2 separate regions of the Sus scrofa genome follow, and region 1 is linked to region 2. The links are chromatin contacts, called in public HiChIP or PLAC-seq maps. All regions are on one chromosome and are shown on one strand. Each heading gives the region's core, a stretch centred on a gene start, on an enhancer-like site or on the middle of the called end of the contact. The rest is flanking DNA. Distances are from core to core; before and after follow the strand shown. Region 1 has its middle 9.7 kb from the start of CSNK1D. Region 2 overlaps LOC106505369 (a long non-coding RNA gene).

The links. HiChIP or PLAC-seq counts read pairs in DNA pulled down with a chosen protein or histone mark.
Region 1: an H3K27ac HiChIP or PLAC-seq map of alveolar macrophages shows a contact between it and region 2. The contact joins two enhancer-like sites. A contact is called at or near these places in 1 of 5 promoter capture datasets (fetal liver) and 1 of 2 datasets of contacts at active chromatin or transcription factors (alveolar macrophages).

What each region holds. Positions count from the first base shown.
Region 1 is chr12:755,888-762,497 of Sscrofa11.1, reverse strand. No RefSeq gene overlaps it. Among named protein-coding and RNA genes, the nearest start is that of CSNK1D, 9.7 kb to the left of the region's middle. Within about 2 kb of position 3,232, at least 57 of the 83 cell types and tissues checked have an H3K27ac peak or open chromatin away from gene starts, as enhancers often do. A contact at or near this core is called in alveolar macrophages, where this site is marked.
Region 2 is chr12:201,138-207,596 of Sscrofa11.1, reverse strand. It overlaps LOC106505369 (a long non-coding RNA gene), which reads right to left. Exons shown (of 3, transcript XR_002336888.1): 2 at 2,001-2,137; 3 at 1-1,062. Among named protein-coding and RNA genes, the nearest start is that of METRNL, 37 kb to the left of the region's middle. Within about 2 kb of position 2,151, at least 28 of the 83 cell types and tissues checked have an H3K27ac peak or open chromatin away from gene starts, as enhancers often do. A contact at or near this core is called in alveolar macrophages, where this site is marked.

The sequences.
Region 1 (6,610 bases), core at 1,983-4,482, 550 kb before region 2:
AGAGACAAGCAAGCAGAAGAGCCAGAGAGCACGAGCTGCAGCACAACCTGAGTTTCCAAATAATAGAACGTGGGGCGTTCCCATCGTGGCTCGGCAGAAACGAATCTGGCTAGCATCCATGAGGACACAGGTTCGATCCCTGGCCTCATGTAGGGGGCTAAGGATCCAGTGTTGTCATGAGCTGTGGTGTAGGTCGCAGACACGGCTCCCTGGTGGCCTAGTGGTTAAGGGTCTGGTGCTGTCACTGCTGTGGGGCACGTGCCATCCCTGGCCCAGGAACTTCCCCCATGCCATGGGTGCAGCCAAAAACAATAATAAAATTTTTAAAATAAAAAAAAATAATAGAATTAGGAAACTGTACACACTAACAAAGTTGAAAACCGAAATGAGGTAGATAAATTCCCAAAAATATATAAAGTGGGAAAAAGAAGAGCAGAATGAAGCAAAAAGCAGGAATAGATTAAAAAGTGGTTGCCAGGGCCGTCCCCTCCCCCAGCCTGGAGCCAAAGCTGCTTTTATGAGAGTCCCACCCTGATTCCAGGGACCAGTTAATTCCTGCCTTGGACAGAATGTTCCAGAAAGTGGAAGAGAGTGGGATGTGTCCAGCTCACTCTGGCTCCTAACCAGACAAATGAGAAGAGAAGATGAGAAGCCCGTTTCACTCAGGAACTTGGATGCAAAAGATCTGAGATAAAACGCTAGGTCGGGCCCCCGTGGTAAGTGAGAAACAGGCCTCAAGGTCTGGATTTAACATCAAACACCTCGCGTAGTTCATCCTCACAGCAGAGGGAGAAAGGTGCTGCGAAGCATAGGAACGGAAGAGCATTTGACACTTGCCTGGAAGAAAGCAGGTCTAGTCTATTTGTTACTGATTTTTATTTATTTACTTCGGTCTTTTTAGGGCTGCACCTGTGGCATACAAAGGTTCCCAGGCTAGGGGTCCAATTGGAGCTGTTGCTGCCGGCCTACACCAGAGCCACAGCAACGCCGGATCCGAGCCCTGTTTGCAACCTACACCACAGCTCACGGCAACGCCGGATCCTTAACCCACTGAGCGAGGCCAGGGATCGAACCTGCGTCCTCATGGATACCAGTCAGATTTGTTTCGCTGAGCCTCAACGGGAACATCAGTTTTGGGTTTTTTGTTTTTTTTTTTTTAAACTTCTTTGCAGAACAGATACTGACTCACAGACTTTGAAAAACTTATAGTTTCCAAAGGAGACAGTGTGGGGGGTGGGGGGTGGAAATCCTATAAAACTGGATTGTGATGATCTTTGTACAACTATAAATGTAATAACCTCACTGAGTAATAAACAAAGAAAATGGCTCTAAAGAAAAAAGATATTTGCTGCAGGCTCCCATTGTTACCATAACAAGGAAGATCTCCCCCATTACCCCTAGCTGGCTCATATTGTACTGATAATTAGTATTCACTTAATATTTAAGTCAAACCATCCTCTGAGGTGAAAAAACATACACGCAAACAAAACACACAAAACCCATCGGAAGGGCTGCCTATGGGGTCAGGGAATGAGAGCAGGAAATGAATCAGTAAAATACAAACAGACGAAACAAGAAAGGGCCTCGCACTACAAAGCACGATCATATTCCACAACCTGAGACGTGTGATGAACTTGACTCTCAGAGAAAGAGGGAGCTGTGAAACTGGAAGGCTAGCCCCAAAGCCACAGAGCCCGCCTGCTTCTGGCTAGGCTGGTGAGGCCTCCCAGCCTGTTTACTCCGCTAAGAGGGCAGGGAGGGGAGGCACCAGCCCCGGTTCCCTCCCGCAGGGCCTCCAGGTGAAAGGAAGGGTTACTGAGCCATTGCGTAGTGAAACTGGGAAATGGTTAAAAGACAACATTGAAATGTGACCTAGGAAACTCGCTGTGAACTATCACATGTAAATGTATTCTTTGGCTGCACACCAGCATGCTTAAGTTCCCAAGGCCAGGTTTCAAACCCATGCTGCAGCAGTGACCTGAGCCACAGCGGTGACAACACCCGTTCTTTAGCTGCTAGGCCACTGGGAACTTCTGAACTATTTTTAAATATAGAGAAAACTAGACAATAGGGAAAGAGAGTCACCCCTCGTCAGGTGAGGATGCTTGAACACTCTTAGCAAATGAAAATACAAGACATCCAATCAAACTTCTACTTCAAATGAACCCGGAATAATTTTTTAGTATGCGCCACAGAGTTAAGGCTACTGGGACTGAAAGTATATTAGTGCTTTGCCTAGAATGGGCGGGGGGACTGGACCCAGAATGGCTGCTGATGGGTACAGGGCTTCTTTCTGAGGTGATGAAAATGGAAATTCGATAGAGGGGTTTGGTTGCACAACTTTGAATATACTGACAACCACTGAAACACACCCCCCCTTTTTTTTTAACTTTTTAGGGCTGTTTCCGTGGCATATGCAGGTTCCCAGGCTAGGGGTCGAATGGGAGCTACAGCCACCGGCCTACACCAGAGCCATAGCAACGCCAGATCCAAACCGCATCTGCAACCTACACCACAGCTCACGGCAACGCGGGATCCTTAACCCACTGAGCGAGGCCAGGGATCGAACCTGCAACCTCATGGTTCCTAGTTGGATTCGTTTCCATTGCACCATGACGGGAACTCCTGAACCACACAGCTTAAATAAGCGAATTTTATAGTAGGTGCGTTGCATTTTTTTTTTTTAAACAAGTGGCACATGGAAGTCCCCCAGCCAGGGGTCAAGCCACAGCCACTGTAGAAGCAACGCCGAGTAGTTATGCTGCGAGCCGCACGGGAAGTCCGGTGCGTTGTATTTCAATTAAAGACCCGGCATTTATTCCGCAGCCCCCTGTGCTCCCTCCTGGGGCTTATTCTTGCCACGTCGTAGCGGCCATAGAGTGGTGGGCCAGCGGGGGAGGCTTGCAGGGACTGGCGAGCCAGGACCCCAGAAGCACACGTGACTATGCGCCCCAGGCCGACCACCGCAACGACCCCTGACCTCGCGGGCTTATTCGGGACTTATCCCAAGTCACCCTCTGGGAGATGCAGCAAGGGGCCTCGTGGTCCAAGTGGGCGCCCCTAGCGTCTCGAAAGCTCTCTGCGGTCGCCAGCGCCCCCTCCAACCGCCCACGAGAAGCAAACTCACAGCCGCAAACGCCAGCACGCCAAGCTGCGGAGAAGGGGCCAGCTCCACCTTAAATAGACCTCCTTGGGCTATGATTGGCTACTTAGGATCATGTGCCCATCTCGGGCCCAGTCGGCCTCTGTGATTGGCCAGACTGGGTCATGTGCGGAGTAGCCGCGGCTAAGGGAGCTGGGAGGGTCAGCCGGGCGGGGTTCCCTGCTGATCGCCGAGGCTGCGTCCGGCTGGCCAGCTCAGAACGCTGGAAGCCTATCCTCCCGGGCCCCTGGCCCTGGGCAAAGCGCTCGTCCAGGGTGGAACACCCAAAGACCAGACCCCCGCCTCACCCCCACCCTGCCCTTCAGGGCTTTGTTCAACGGATAATGCAACTCAGCAAAGTGGAAGTAATTTTCCAGTAAACTCCACCGAAACTTTGCCATTGACATCTGTCAGTCCGTCTTTTTTTTAGGCCTGTAAATGTGTTATAAACTCTTACAATACATAACAGCATACAGACATAGGGAGGTACCTTTTAAAGCTGGAAAATGCTAAACACCTTGGGTATGGGAGGAGAAGCACAGCGATAGACGCCAATTACTGGAAATGCTCTGATGTTGCTGCTGGAGGTTGATTTGCAGGTGCTCATTATATTATTACACCACTATGGTAAAAACATACTTTTTTATAAAAAACTTAATATTATTATTATGTTGCAAGTATAAGCACACTCCCCCCGAATACTTCAGCACCCATACCCTTAGCATGTAGCATTTGTTCACAGATTTTTAATGTTAAATTCACAGTGAAGTTGGTAAATCCTAGTCATACATTTGCTGAGCTTTAGCAAATACAACCACTGAGTGAGCCCAGACGCTGTCCAGGCAAAGAGAACAAGCCCACCACCCGGAAAGTTTCCCCCTGCCCTTCCCATTCCATGTCCACCCCGGCCGACCAGAGGCATTCACTGTTGTGATTTTTTTCCACTGTGGTCTTGGATATTCTAGGAGTCGCATACATGATGCACCAAGAACATAGTTTTGTGTAAGGCTTCTTCGCTCAGGGTAATGTTTTTGAAAACCATCCGTGTTTGGTGCATCAGCAGTTGGTCATTTCTGTAGCCGAGGTCGGCTCCACTGTGTTCCTCTACCTTGTGACGGACTCTTGGGCTGGTTCCAGGTTTGGCCTATTGCGAATAAAGCTGCTGCTAACCTTCTTTTGGATGTCTTTGTGTGGACATATGTTTTTATTTCTCTGGCCAGATATCCAGGACCAGGTCAAAGGATAGGAGTGTTTTGTGTCACTAGAAGCCAACACATCGTCCACCACGACTTTCAGTTTGCACACCACGAACAGCGAACAAGGGCTCCACGTTCCCTACATGCTCATCGGCACTTTGTATTTTTCGGCCACAGCACACAGCGACTTGCTGTCCAGGACCAGGGACTGAACCTAGCCTGCAGTGGTGAAGGAGCCAAATCCTATCTACTTGACCCCAGCACTTAAAAAATTAGCAGTCATTCTACTAAAGACGCAAGTGGTATGTCACTGTGGTTTTCAATTGCCTTGTCTTGATGACTAGGTACTTTGTTCTTCTTTTGAGAAGAACAAGTTTTTGGTGGATTCAAAATACCCGTCCCCGTGTTTAAACCCTTGTTTCAGACAGCGGAAGTGCGTCTGGTCTGTGGGCCCACCTAAACTTGTGTGTTGCAGGTGGTGTTGCTGAGGAGGACCTGCTGGCCTCTGGCAGTTCTGGGCGGGCACTCCTCACAGTGCCAGCTTCAGTCACGCTGCAGGGAGGTATGTGATAATAAAAGAGGAAGGAGGTTAGTGTACATTTTGTTTAACTTTCCATCATGTAGGCAACTCAAAATGTCAATCTGAAAAAGCGCACATTCCACCTTCTGCTTGTGATCACCTTAGCTTTTACTTCCGGATGCTTTGGCCTCGTGTCCTTTAGTTACGGACGGCTCCCAATTTACTTTCTTGGGCTGGTTGGTTCTCCTCTTCAGGGTGAAGAGGTCATACACCCTAAACATGGATTTGATTTCATAAAAGACGGTTGTATTCATGTTGGAGCTTTGGCTGGCCCTTTCTCCAACGTGGTCAAAAGAGCAAAAGTGAGATACTATGGAATTTTCCAATTTTGACTTTTTACTGTGGAGCAGTGGGAGTTCTTTGCATAGTCTGGAGACCAGTCCGTGTCAGATACTAGGTTTGCAAATATCCTCTCCAGTCCTAGTGGCTTGCTGCTTGTCTTAGTGTCTTTTCATGAACAGACATTTTATTTATTCATTTCTTTTCTTTTTAGGGCTGCACCTGCGGCACATGGAAGTTCCCGGGCTAGGGGTCGAGTTGGAGCTACAGTTGCAGGGCCTACGGCACAGCAACGAAGGATCTGAGCTGGGTCTGCAATCTATACCACAGCTCACCAGCCATGCTGGATCCCCCACCCACTGAGCGAGACCAGGGATGGAACCCGCATCCTCATGGATACTAGCCAGATTAGTTTCTGCTGCTGGGCCAAAACAGGGACTCCTTGTTTTATTGTATTTAAATTTTTAGGGCCACAGGTGTGGCATATGGCAGTTCCCAGGCTAGGGGTTGAATTGGAGCTGCAGCCACCAGCCTACACCACAGCCACAGCCACACTGGATCCCTAACCCACTGAGTGCGGCCAGGGATTGAACCCACATCCTCATGGATACTAGCCAGGTCATTTCCGCTGAGCCACAACAGGAACACCCAGGAACAGACATTTTAAATTTCAGTGACCTCTAATTTCTCTATTTATTCTCTTAGGGTTACTGCCAAGAAGCCTTAACCTGCTCCTAAATCAAGCAGATTTTTCCCCGTTTTCCTTGAAAACTTTACTCCTTTAGCTTTCACCTTTAAATCTAGAAATTAATTTTTAGACACGACATGACGCAGGATCTCTTTTTGCGATGTGGATGTCTGCGTTTAATCGCATCATTTGTTGCAAGGACTTGAGGCAAACAGGCACGGATGTGTGCGGAGTTAACAGGCGCCTCCTCCGAAGAAAGCAGCCTGGCCGCGGACCCTCCTGGGGTTGGGAGCGGGCCTGCCTGGCATGGTGTCCCTTCACCCGAGGGCTGCCTCCTGGGCTCTGGTCCGTTGACGCCTGCGCTGCGGCCCGGGGTCCTGAACCTCCGCATTCAGACCAAGACACTGAGGGCGTCCGGGCAGAAGTCTCCTCCCCGGCGCACGCGCTCCCTGGGTCACCATCCACTTGGGGCCGCACGGACAAACCCCGGCGGGAGTGTCTGGCCTGGTCGGCAGCCGGCTTCCGGGCCCCCGTGATCCTCAGTGGATCCTGTCCTCCCGCCGCTTCCGCCGCCCCAAGTCCCCAGCGGTCGCAGATGCCGCGCCTTCTCCACCCGCCCCGCCCCTGCCGCGCCTGCGCCCTGAGCCCCGCCCCCCCCCCCCGGCCTCCCCGCCCCCCGCCCGGCCTCCCCCACACCCCCGCCCCCGGGCGGCGTCCCCGCGCAC
Region 2 (6,459 bases), core at 902-3,401:
CGTGGGTGAGAGGGCGGGGCGGGAGAATGTTCCGGATCCAGTTGGTTCTCCTAGCATCTCAGCACGTGCCCAGTGTGCCCGTGTCTGCAGGGGAGGGTCTCACCGGACACAGCCTCACGGTGGGGAAGGGAGAGCCTGCTTTTGCACCCAGGACAGCTGGGGGCTTTCTGCACCCATCAGCAGGTAGGGTGTGCAGGTCAGGACACAGGCTGGGGCATTTTGTTTGACCAAAATGACCAGGGTGCCAGAAAGCTATACCTACAGCCCAGGTCCTAGATTATCTTGGATTTAAGGAGGAGGTGAAAAGTCCTGCTTTCTGAATGGGAACCTCCTTCCTGCCAATGAAATGGGGGGACTGCTGAACAGGCAGCGTGTCCTCTTGTCCAAGGCATCTGGGGAAGGGGATGGGGGTAGGACGGAGGGGCCAGAGTCTGAGAGCTGCTGTGGGGAGCTCAGATCCTGCCATGGTGTTGACGAGGCAACTTCTGAACCAGGGAATGCGGTGGGAAGTTGGTGGAGCAGGAGGACGCGCAGGGCCCCCACGAGGCCTGCCTGGCACCGTCGTGCACGGGTCTCCCCAGATGCCCCCCGACACCCTGTGGGAGAAGGGTCCCTTGGAGGAGGCAGGAGCCCCGCTGCGGAACCTGGGCACCTACAGGGCAGGGGCACTGAGGGACCGACACCTGCCAGGGCTGTCGCCTGGTTTGTTTTGTTCATAGAAACTGTTCAGGACTCGAAGCCTTGCAGCCTGTGACCTGTGACCTGGGCTGGTCTCTGAATCCAGGTTTGGAAGCCAAGGGGCCCTTAGGGCTGAAAGGGGCGAGCCCCCCATCACAGAAAAACAGGCCTGGCCGTCAGTGCAGGTGGGAAGGGACAGAGGAGCTTGGAGGGGCTGCAGGCCCATCACTGTGTCCAGGGCAGGAGCCCCATGGGCTCATGGGACGATGGAAACAGCCACCAGGGGCTTGCAGCACACACGGGCACAGAGGATGGTCGGGGACCTGGAACGCTGCCCGCTGAAGCCACGAGGGAAACTCCACGGGGCCGAGAGCTCAGCTCCTCCTACAAGGCGAGAAAGAAACAGGGTGGAGGGTGTTACTCGGCCTGGGCGTCTGACCAGTCGGCGTTGGCAGATCTTGTTTGGATTCTGATTAAAAAGCCAGCTGTATGAAGTGAGATGACTGGGGAACTCTGGACACTGACCACTTAGTTGGCTTTGAGGCCAGTAAGTTTCTAGGTGATAGTGGGGTGTGGTTAAATTCGGTAGCAGTTCTCGTGTTTTGGCAAACGTGACGTGTAGGCTGTGCCTTGCGGTGCGTGGACGAGGCGGGCGCAGGCAGCCTGGGCCAGGGCGAGGGTTGAGAACCACTGACCTCGGCTGTCCCGAGAGTTTTCTTTACTCTCGCCTTTACTCTGACGGTCCCACAGTTAAAACCATTAGCAGTTGATGTCGCCCTGGAGGCGTGTTTGTGGGGCAGATATAGGTGAGAACGCAGCGTGGAGCATGAATGCAAGGAGCCAGTGTGGACACGGTGAGGGGGCACCGTGATTTCAGGTGAGAAAGCTGTGATTTCGGTGAGAAAGCCGCAGGAGCCGCACAGGGCGGGGATGGGGGTGGGGCAGGGAGCTGCACCTGCAGGGGCCGTTCTGAGACGGGACAGACCTGCAGCACCCAGGGGCAGGCTGGTCCCAGAGAGACCCCAGCTGTCAGGTGGCTGGGATGCAGAGGCCCTGGAGGCTTGGCAGGTGTGACACCCTCTGGGGGTTGGATCAAGGCCAAGGGTGCAGACCAGCGTCCAGCCAGTGAGCAGGGCAGAGCTGATCTGGAAGAGCCCAGGGAAGAAGGGCATCCCCTAGAAGCTGCCCTCAGGGTCGCGTGGGGGCGGGGGGGTGGCGGCCACCTTACAGGCCCTCAGGATGAGGCAGCCGGAGCTCTCAGACGCTTCCGTGTGTGGGGACAGCCGTCTGGGGAGGGCACAGGGCTTCTTCGGGGCACTCACGTCTCACATCTGAAAGCTGTGGTCAGATGCTCCCCTGGCCGTGATGCGTCACTCCCAGCTGCCTTTCCGGCCACACCCTGGGTTGGGGGCAGCCCGCGTCCGTGGAGAACCGAGACTCCAGCTCAGCCCCCAAGCCTCTGCCAAGAGAATGAATTGCGACAGCGAGATGAAGGGCTGGGTCGGCACATCTCCACCACGTGCCTCATGCTGGGCGGGCATCGCGTTAAAGCAGGAATGTGCAGCGTCAGCAGGAAACATCTGCGCGGGAGGGGACGCGGGCCACGCCTCTGGGGCAGCGCGGCCCCCACCCTCGCCCGATGCCCGCCCTCAGATGTGGTTCCTGCCACGGCGGCGGAGCCTGGCCTGACCCAACCTGGGGAGGGGTCTGAGCGGTGGAGCCTGAGCGGGGAGATCCTCTTGGGTGGGAAGCGGGGTGCAGGCACTGGCAGGAAGCTCTGGCCCCTATGAGTCTGGGGGGGTCAGCCCCCGATGGAGGGGAGTGAGGGAGAGAGGCTTCCTTTCAAAGCAGCAGTTTGGGGCAGCTTCCCTGGTTGTCTCCTTTGTCTGCTCCTGCAGGAGCACCCCAAGGCTCCCCTTGAACACCCTGAGTCTCACATGGAGCACCCCAAAGCTCACATGGAGCACCCCAAGGCTCCCACGCTGGGCCCCATGTGCTGCTGGACCCTGGTGGCCACTGAGGTAGCTCTGTCCTGTGTGACAGCCCCACGGCTAGGGGGTGGCCAGGCCTGGGTGGTGTGGCCAGGTAGGGTCTGCTCTTCAAAACAGCTTCTTGTCCCCAAGGAGACAGGGAATGGAGAAGATGGGGAAATGGCTGGAGAAGCTGGGGCTGCTCAGGGCTCCACGGTTCAGCTGGCCTCGCCGCCGCGTCTGCCCCAGGGCTCTGGGATAAGCTGACGGCCCTCATGTCCCTTGACCCATGCATGTCCCTTTGACCCACACCCCTGCCATGGACAGTCACTGAGAACTCAGGTCGCCTCCTGGCGCTCAGGGAAGGTGGCGGTGTGGGTCAGAGGTCAGGACCAGGTGCCCACTGGCCTGGGTTTCGCTGTTCACACCGGAGGTTGCAGCTCACCCCGGTTCGTCTCCGGGGGCACATCACGGTGGGACTTACAGTCTGGGTGTTTGTGAAGAAAGTGGAGGGTCCCGGCCAGCTTCCTGGGCCTGGTGTCCTGAGTGGCACTGCCCTGGGTGTCCTGATGGTACCCAGGCATCTGCCTATGGAAAGAGCCTGTTTCTGGTCTTCAGACGTTTGCGTCGTATGGTTTGTAACTGGGTCTGCTTCACAGCCGCGCAAGACAGGATTCTTGAGCCGAACAAGCTTCCACCCAACATCCGGAGAATCCGCATGGCAGCTCTGAATTTCAGGGAGAGTTAAGTATGCCCCGAGTCTGAGGACTGGTTCAAACTTCCTTTTAGTTCGGCCTGTTCCCCCCACACGAAAGCTAAAGCAACTGCCAATACCGTCCCTGGCGCATCGAGGCCCTTGAGACCTCAGAGCAGAGAGGTGTGAGGAAGGGACGCTCAGCAGGGCTCTGAGTGCCCCGAGAGTCTGCCTGCAGGGACCCCCGGGGCCTGGGCTCTCCTGGGCAGGACGGCGGCCACCCCTCAATGCTTACACCCTTGCCACCGCTCAGGGGCCTGCTCTCCAGAGCTGCTCCACGCTGTGACTTCCCTCTGCTGGAAGGGTCGCTGTGGCCGTGCCAAAGCCCCCGGGAAGACCCCCGCCCCTGCGGCTGTCCAGGGGAGGGGGGTCCCAACCCAGCCCCTCCTTTACCTCCACCCCAGTGCTGTAGGGAGGGCAGGGGCTGGTGGTGTCCACCACAGGGTCCTGGACACCTTCTGGGGGCCGGGTCCATGCAGCGTTCGAGCCGGGTCTGTGGGCTCGAGGTGGTGACTGGACGTGCCCTGGGCAGTGGGCATCCGGCTTCATTTGCTCCTCTCATGAGACTAACGTCCTGCAGAGCGAGGCCGCCAGGGCTTCTCCTGCTCCCGGCCTGCCGGTAGCCCCAGCCAGTTGCGGGGGAGGCGGCTCGGTGAGAGGGTGGATGGGATCTGAGCAGGAGTCTCGGCCTCTCGGAGGTCTGGCATGAGGGCCACGTGTGCATGGATTTGCCGAGGTTCTGAGATTTTCCCAGGATGCTTCGCTGTGGGTTTACAGTGAAAGGACCCCAGGAAGGTGCACGTTGGTGATGTGGGGTTGGCTGTTCGCCCTCCGGACTGCTCTGGTCCAGCTCCCCAGACACTGTGCTCCTGACTGGGTCACCACAAAGGAACTTGAGCGATGGCCAGGTTGCCGGCGCACTGTTGGCCGCCCAGCCGAGTCCCAGGGCTCTGCCCATCCCCCCGGATTCCTGAGCATGCAGAGCTCAGGTTCCTCTTTCTCCCCTTTGCATCCTGTTCTCTTTGGAGGGAAATAGACACCGCAGCCCACACTTGGGTGGTGCACTGTTCTTTCCAGCTTAATTCTGTTTCTTGGAGACCGTCTCGTGTCGTTCAGAAGAACTCTGTGCCCTTTTCCTCACTGGCATCGTGTCCTGCTGTCCACACCTGTCCCGTTCTCCACACCTGTCCCGTTGTCTGTACCTGTCCCATTGTCACAGTACCTGTCCCATTGTCCGTACCTGTCCCGTTGTCCTTAGATGTCCCATTGTCTGTACCTGTCCCATTGTCCGTACCTGTTCCATTGTCCGTACCTGTCTCATTGTCCGTACCTGTTCCATTGTCACAGTACCTGTCTCATTGTCCGTACCTGTCCCATTGTCACAGTACCTGTCCCATTGTCCGTACCTGTCCCGTTGTCCTTAGATGTCCCGTTCTCCACACCTGTCCCATTGTCCGTACCTGTCCCATTGTCCTTAGATGTCCCATTGTCTGTACCTGTCCCATTGTCCGTACCTGTCCCATTGTCCTTAGATGTCCCATTGTCTGTACCTGTCCCATTGTCACAGTACCTGTCCCATTGTCCTTAGATGTCCCATTGTCCGTACCTGTCCCATTGTCACAGTACCTGTCCCATTGTCCATACCTGTCCCATTGTCCTTACCTGTCCCATTGTCCATACCTGTCCCACTGTCCTTACCTGTCTCATTGTCTGTACCTGTCCCATTGTCCTTACCTGTCTCATTGTCCGTACCTGTCCCATTGTCCTTACCTGTCCCATTGTCTGTACCTGTCCCGTTGTCCGTACCTGTCCCGTTGTCTGTACCTGTCCCATTGTCCGTACCTGTCCCATTGTCCGTACCTGTCTCATTGTCTGTACCTGTCCCATTGTCCATACCTGTCCCATTGTCCGTACCTGTCCCGTTGTCCGTACCTGTCCCGTTGTCCTTACCTGGGCCATTGTCTGTACCTGTCTCATTGTCTGTGCCTGTGTCATTGTCCTTACCTGTCCCATTGTCCGTACCTGTCCCATTGTCCTTACCTGTCCCACTGTCACAGTACCTGTCCCATTGTCACAGTACCTGTCCCATTGTCCGTACCTGTCTCATTGTCTGTGCCTGTGTCATTGTCCTTGCCTGTCCCACTGTCCGCACTTGTCCCGTTGTCCTTAGATGTCCCGTTCTCCACACCTGTCCCGTTGTCCTTACCTGTCCCATTGTCCTTACCTGGGCCATTGTCTGTACCTGTCCCCTTGTCCTTAGATGTCCCATTGTCTGTACCTGTCCCGTTGTCTGTACCTGCCACGATGAATTGACCAGCTTTCTCCTTGGGAGGCACTTGGAGGCAAACAGCATGGAACTCACTCAAGTTTTCGAGCGCTGCTTTTGACCTCACTTTGGTGGATTCTCAGAAGTGAACCTGCTGAACGAGAACCCTCCCTCTGCGGGGGTTTGTGCCACTCACACACCGCCGGCCCCAAGGCTCCCCGGCTGCATGTGGGCAATCTTTGGCTTGTGCTGATCAGATACATGAGAAATGATTTCTCAGCCGCATTTTGAAATTTATTTCTCTTATTGCGAAGGAGTTTGGTCAGCTCGCGTGTTCAAGGACCATTCGTGTGTCTTTTTTTCTGAACCCTTCGTTCACGGATCTGTAAGAGCGCTTGGCATGTGAAGTCCAGCCCCTCGTAAGTGGCACGATGGCCTGCGGTTGTTTGTCTTTCCACTTTGTTGGCGGTGTTTGGGCCATAATTTTTGTTTTAAATTAAGACATTTTCATCTTTTCTGGCTCCTGGACTTTGCCAGGTCATGAAGGACTTTCCCTGTGTTTTCCTGAGGCTCTTGGGCCTTGACCCTCAGCCCTCATGTTGCTGATCTTTGGAGCGACGCTGGTGTCTGGTGGGGGTTGGTTCATGGACGGCGTTCACCTCGCTGTTTGGCGTCTCTTAATGATGCGTGGGCACCACCGTCCCACACACCCCGTGTCCTGGCCTCTATTCTGTTCTGTGTCCTGCTCTGCAGGTGGGAGCATCAAGGCACCTGGGAGGCGTCTTCCGAAG